Linked DNA regions of Sus scrofa: region 2 is linked to region 1. Evidence: chromatin contacts called from public Hi-C data. All regions are on one chromosome and are shown on one strand. The core of a region is the stretch at or near the end of the contact, and the rest is flanking DNA. Distances in the headings are between cores, read along the strand shown. Region 1 has its middle 220 kb from the start of HMGA2. Region 2 overlaps HMGA2 (high mobility group protein HMGI-C).

What was found. Hi-C and Micro-C count contacts between places; a contact is called where the count stands out from the background.
Region 2: a Hi-C map of fetal heart ventricle shows a contact between it and region 1, with 2.7 times the contacts expected there. The contact joins two enhancer-like sites. A contact is called at or near these places in 2 of 47 Hi-C or Micro-C datasets (embryonic fibroblasts and fetal heart ventricle).

What each region holds. Positions count from the first base shown.
Region 1 is chr5:29,962,163-29,965,151 of Sscrofa11.1, forward strand. No RefSeq gene overlaps it. Among named protein-coding and RNA genes, the nearest start is that of HMGA2, 220 kb to the right of the region's middle. Within about 2 kb of position 1,544, at least 3 of the 83 cell types and tissues checked have an H3K27ac peak or open chromatin away from gene starts, as enhancers often do.
Region 2 is chr5:30,257,102-30,260,090 of Sscrofa11.1, forward strand. The region is part of intron 3 of HMGA2 (high mobility group protein HMGI-C); the gene reads left to right. Among named protein-coding and RNA genes, the nearest start is that of HMGA2, 70 kb to the left of the region's middle. Within about 2 kb of position 1,465, at least 26 of the 83 cell types and tissues checked have an H3K27ac peak or open chromatin away from gene starts, as enhancers often do.

The sequences.
Region 1 (2,989 bases), core at 294-2,793:
TTCAGCTCACTTCTCTGTGCCCACCCCTCAGTGGAGGACATCAAGAGCTGGGCCCTCTCTGCCTTTAAATTCCATCCAAGCAATGCAGCCAGTGTTCGGGAGCACAATTTCCACACTCACCACACAACCCATTTCAGTGTTCATCCTTGGAGTTCCTGCTGTGGCTCAGTGGTTAACAAACCCAATTAGCATCCATGAGGATGCGGGTTCGATCCCTGGCCATGTTCAGTGAGTTAAAGATCTGGCGTTGCTGTGAGTTGTGGTGTAGGCTGGCAGCTGTATCTCTGATTGGACCCCTAGCCTGGGAACTTCCATATGCTATGGGTGCGGCCCTAAAAAAAGACAAAAAAAAAAAAAAAAGAGTCAATATTCATCCTTAAATGAATTACCCATGATCCTTCGCAGGGCGCCTTGTTAACCACAAAGCAATCAGAGAGCTTTATTTAGGAAGAAACAGCTCCTTATCTCTTGTCCTCCAAGGGAAATCAGCGGTCATTGCCTAGAGATGGTCTCAGCATGACTCTGGGGCTCCAGTTTCTCTATGATACAATCAGCCCTCAGTCATAGCTACATAAAGTGGCGGCACTCCCCCGTATGTCTCACTCATGGCAGTAATCACACTTCTAGTACATCTGTTGTTTTTAAATTTCCAGTCCCATTAATTCTTCCTTTTTTTCTTCATTAAGATATGAGGAGTTGAGAATACCCATATTCACTTTGAAGTACCCTCACTTAAATGAGAGACTTGAAAAAAAATCGAGACATGAGGCAATCCTGAAAATATGAATAAAAGAATATAAATATTTCTCCAGCCTCTCTAGTCTTCATTAAAATACGCAAGAGGAAGAAACCGGTTTGCCCTTCTATATTTAATTTGGACTCTGACCTCTTTGAAAACTTCAGCAATATGATTAATTTTAGCTTATCTTATGGAATGTCTCTCCACCTATAAATAAGTCTATTCATCTTAAGAAGAGCATAAATATCCCTCCTGTTTTACAGTTATTTTTAAATATCTCTTACATATAATTGTAGTGGGATCTATTTCCAGGACAATAGCTAAGTATCGGTTACATTTCTATTATGCTCTATTAGTTTCATGGTTGAAAAACTAAAGCAAAAATAAGCTTTTTTTGGATGAATATGAACCCAGCATTAATCGGAGTAACATGAATAATTCAAAGAGCAAAGGGACCCTGATATTCGCTCTAATAAGACCAAAAAGGATAAGAAAAGAGAAGAGAAAGAGACAGAGAAGGGGAGAGAAAGAAGAAGAGGAGGAAGAGGAGAGCTTGAGAGTTTTCAATATCAGATGTAGGTATTAAAAAAATTCCATTATTACATTTTTTGATGTTTTCCCACATAGTGTTGGAAAAGCGGAAGAGCCCTCTCTCTGGTTTATTAGCTAAGCATCTAATTTTCCACTTTTCTGTCTCCAGAGTCTGCAGGTCCATGCAAGGCCCTTGTTGCCACACAGGAAAGCACTGGATTATGTGAATGCATTAAACCCTTGAGGCTGAGAGGCAAAAAATTATTTCCAGTGTGAAGTTATCTTCAAATAGTTAATAGTACTTATAGCAATAATATATGCTTCAAAGTGGTGATAAAATAAACTGCTCAAGGAGAGATGGCATTAAAATCTATTAAAAATCCTATTGCTACAGGGAAACCTTAAGTATCTGGAATTTCTAGGGCCACAATTCATTTCTTATATTTGAACTCGAACCTTTAAAATGAAAACTTACACATGGGGAATTACACGTGGGACTCACACATGGGAAATGAATTATCAGGTTTTACTTTCTAGGTCATTCCCCATTGGAAGAACAGACTTTCCGTCAGAAGACAAAGGGCATGCTTTTCTCCAGAGAACTATCTCCCCATTGATAAATAATGAGCAAACGCAGAACACTTAAGTAGTGTTCCCGCCAGTAGTGCGAGCCGTGTCAGCACTAACCAGCTGGTCCTTGTCTGTTTTGCAGTCAAAGAAAATGGGAACTCAGCATGTATCCGGGTTCCCAAGGACAGGAGGATTCCATCTGCCAGGTGTGCGCATGGGCAGAATGCCCAGCCCAGGTCATCTTACAGAGAACCTTGCTCAGGCATGGCCAGCAAAGGAAAGGCAAGCAAAAGGCCACAGTTGCTGTTTCTGCAACACGGTTACGCTCTGCCAGACATCCTTGTATTTTTTCCCAATTAGGTAAACAAGTGTTCAGGGATCAAATTAGAGTCATGAGAGAAGGTTGGAATGGAGAATAGTTTGAGTGTCGTGATTTCTGCCATTCATGAAGTCAACACAGTTCTTTCGGTAATCAAAAGTGTGTCCAGAGGAACAGAGAATGCGGCAGGCAGGGTGGTGAGTGAGGAATTACCACATAACTGTCACCTTTGGCATATTTGCTTCTATCTATACTATCTAGGAACTGGGATCGTATTTATTAACATACTTTGCAGCAGGGCTTTCAAGTATCTGCATGTAATTATTGTGGAGCAAGTCTTGGGCAATCCATTTTGGTTTTGTCTAACCCAGAAAGGTGAACTGGAATGAGAGTGTTTTCTGGATAATTTGATCCAATGGAAGAATACCCTGGAGACACATGGCGGTGTCAAGGTTCTTGCAGCTCATGCCTTAGAACCCAGTTACATGGGAGACCATGTTTGAACAATGTCCTTTAAAGAGTTCAGTAACTAAACGCCACTGGACACGAGCCAAGACAAGCCTCTTGAATGCCAAATTCCACTCTAGTGGGTCATGTTATTGGATGGCTCAAATGAATTTGGGCCAGGAAAAAGGAGGGCTTCCTTTCTCTCAATAGTTGGTTTTTTGTCGGAATTATCCAGATAATTGCTTTACTTTTTAACTTTCCTTTGCCTGCATGGAGTAGAGAGGCAGCTCTACTTATTTGTCTTTCATTAAAATAGAATCAATACCAGTAATTCTCAGAAATCATGCTCATGAAAATGGGTAACTTTTGTATATATCAAAACC
Region 2 (2,989 bases), core at 215-2,714, 290 kb after region 1:
TTTCTTAAGACAAAAAAATTGATAGCTATATCACACTACCTACGCAGGCTCGCACATGGGCTATGAAAATCCAGGAAATGCACATCCCTCCCCACACCCTCACCGGGCTTTCAGGTAGACCAGAACGCCATGAAGAGCTGTCCTTGGATTAGGATGAGGTTGACAGGACCTCTTTACTGCTTCTTCTGTAGACTCTGGCATGTGAATAGGGACTTTTCACTCCTTCCTTTACCTCCTCTTCCACATCTTCCTCTTCCCATCCTTTGGGACAATTTGTCTTTTTTTTTTTTTTTTAAGGCCACAGGTGCGGCATATGGAAGTTCCCAGGCTAGGGGTCAAATCACAGCCACAGCTGCCGGCCTACACCACAGCCACAGCAACATCAGATCCAAGCCTCGTCTGTGATCTGCACCACAGCTCACAGCAATGCCAGATCCTTAACCCACTAAGCAGGGGCCAGGGATCCAACCTGCATCCTCATGGATACTAGTTGGGTTCATTTCCACTGAGCCACAGTGGGAACTCCCCAATTTGTCTTTTTAATGTGAAGCATAGAAACTTCCTCCAGGCCTTGGATTCCAAACCCCTATACCTAACAGTCCGTTTAGACGATGGAACTAAACAAGCATTGTAACTCCAGGGAGCTTCCTGGTTTCACCATCCCTTTTTTGCCTCTTAGGGGCCAGACAATGCTAGGTTCATGGGAGACCTAGCCAGAAAACTGGCACGTCAATTAATCTGTAGTTAACCACAGCAGTAAATGAAGACAAAGGAAATGCAGATGTACGTCGGGGAGAAACTTTGAGTGGTTCCATCAGTAGTGACTCATGGTGTTGAGCTACAGGAATATTTTCCTCCACACAGTCTCCCCGTGCCCTCTGTGACCCTGGAGCAGAATGTGAGGATGACTGTCAGGCTTGGGGTGGGTTCTGTGGTCATGGCTGTGAAGATTGGCCCCATGGATGCTAATCCAGCTGACACATATTTTAAGAAACATGTATTGCGGAAAGTGGCACGATGTTCGTTTACGGCATGGTGGTAATTAAGAGAGTGAATTGCATATTAAAAAGCCTAAGACAGCAGAAGAGCAGTTTCTGGCTTCTCCACGTTTGGGCTGCAGAATCAGAGGAGGCAGGGGAGACGGAGGGAAGAGACAGCGCTACGAGCTGGAGTTCTGGCCTGAGCTCTGCCTCCCTTGGCCCTGTAATGCAGGAAGCCCCTTCTCTAATCCCTGTGGGTCTCCCGTTCCCCGCCCACCATCTGGGTGATTACGTCTCAGGAGTATTCCTTGAGAGCGTGTCTCATCTTTTCTCTCCCGCTTCGCTTCGTTGCTTCGTCCCTCTGACTTTTGTCCCCTCCCACCCACTCAGTCCATTCAGCAGTTCCGATTTCTACAAGAACGTGCCTCCTTGTGTCCTGGTTGCTGAATGTGGAGTGGCGTGCCCTGCCTCTCCACCGGCGCTTGCACTGATGGTCTTGGCTGGGCAGCAGAGGCTGCTGGCAGGAGCCTGAGAGGGAACGCACCGTGGTAGCAGCATGAAAGAATTTGGCAAGGAGGTGCTTGCCACATGATTGTGATTCATACTGTACTCTCAAAGTGTGGCAAGAGGGCTAGGAAAGGCTTTTAATGCCAGCACACAAAGAGCAAAGACACTCATTTTCAAACATCACATTCTTTTTATAGTACAGGCATGCCTCATAGGGAAAATATTGAACTTGGCCTGCCAGCACCACGAGAGTCGTCCCAACTGTGATTTTATTGCTTGAGTCACTCCCTGAATCAGATACTGGCTGCACGGAGGAAGTTTTCTATTAGGGATGCTTTGAAATGGTGTTTTTAATTAATTAACACCGACGCTGGGCTGGGTTTTCATTTACTTCTAGCTGATTGCTTTTTTCTTTCCTTGCCTGCACCTTTTTTGGACGTTTCCTCAAGGTCTCCGCTGGATCATTTCTGAGTGTCTTGGTGAAAGAGTCATCTGTGTCGGCTGAACAATGCGAGGGAACTCTTCAAAGTAGAGTTCCCCATCTCTGAATGAATCTGATACATGGGAACAGTGGAGTCCGGGGACCGGGGCTCTGAAAAGTCTGGCATAATGCTTTTTGATCCCTTCAGCCGTCCTCAATTCATTCATCCTGTTGTTAAAACTTAAAACTAGAGCTGGCCAGCTGTTGGGAAAAGTCCTCAATTTTATTTCAACCAAATGCTGCTGCCTCCTGGGGCTAGGAGGGGGCTGACTCCAAGCACAATTATAAATGTGTAGCTCTTGCGGGCGGCGGAAACCTACAAAATGGCCTTGATTCACAGGGCGCCTTTGGCTCAAAGGCTCTCTGCTTCCCGTGTGCCATAAATCTGTATCTGCATCAAAAAGTGTAAAGGCTGCAGTGTATAGAAGTGCCTCTTCCTCTGAGTGTGTCTGTGACAGATTTATACTGATGGCTATCCCGCTCCACAGTCACCGATCCCTATTAGAGGCATGCTCCACTAACGCAGCCCCCATTTCCTGGAGACGGGGAGACAAGGTCCTGCGTGAAGGAAGAAGGGTTGAAATTACAGCGCCACTCTCTAATCGCTGTTAGTGCAGCAGACCTCGAAGGGCCGCAGCAAGACCCTCTCTGTTCCTGCCACATCCTCCCTCTTCCCGCTGCTGTGGTTGCAGCCTGAGACCCAGGGTGTTCGGCCTTAGTTCAGGATCTGCCAGGACAGGGCACCCCAGAATCCAGCGTTGTCTGAGTACAGGCCAAACATACCTGGACAAAGAAAGAAGTCACCTCTTGTTAGCGTTTTTGATGTCTTCCATGTGAGGGCATTTTGTTCCGGAACACACAAGTGTAAGACGTGAGAGCAAAAAAAAAAAAAAAAAAAGGGCGTGGTGAGCATTGAGGCCACTTAGAGGTTTTGTGTGTTTGTCTTTGTAAACGGATGCAGAACAGGAGTTGTTTTGGCAGCCGCCTCCTTGTTGGAGATGCCCATCCTTAGCGAACACTG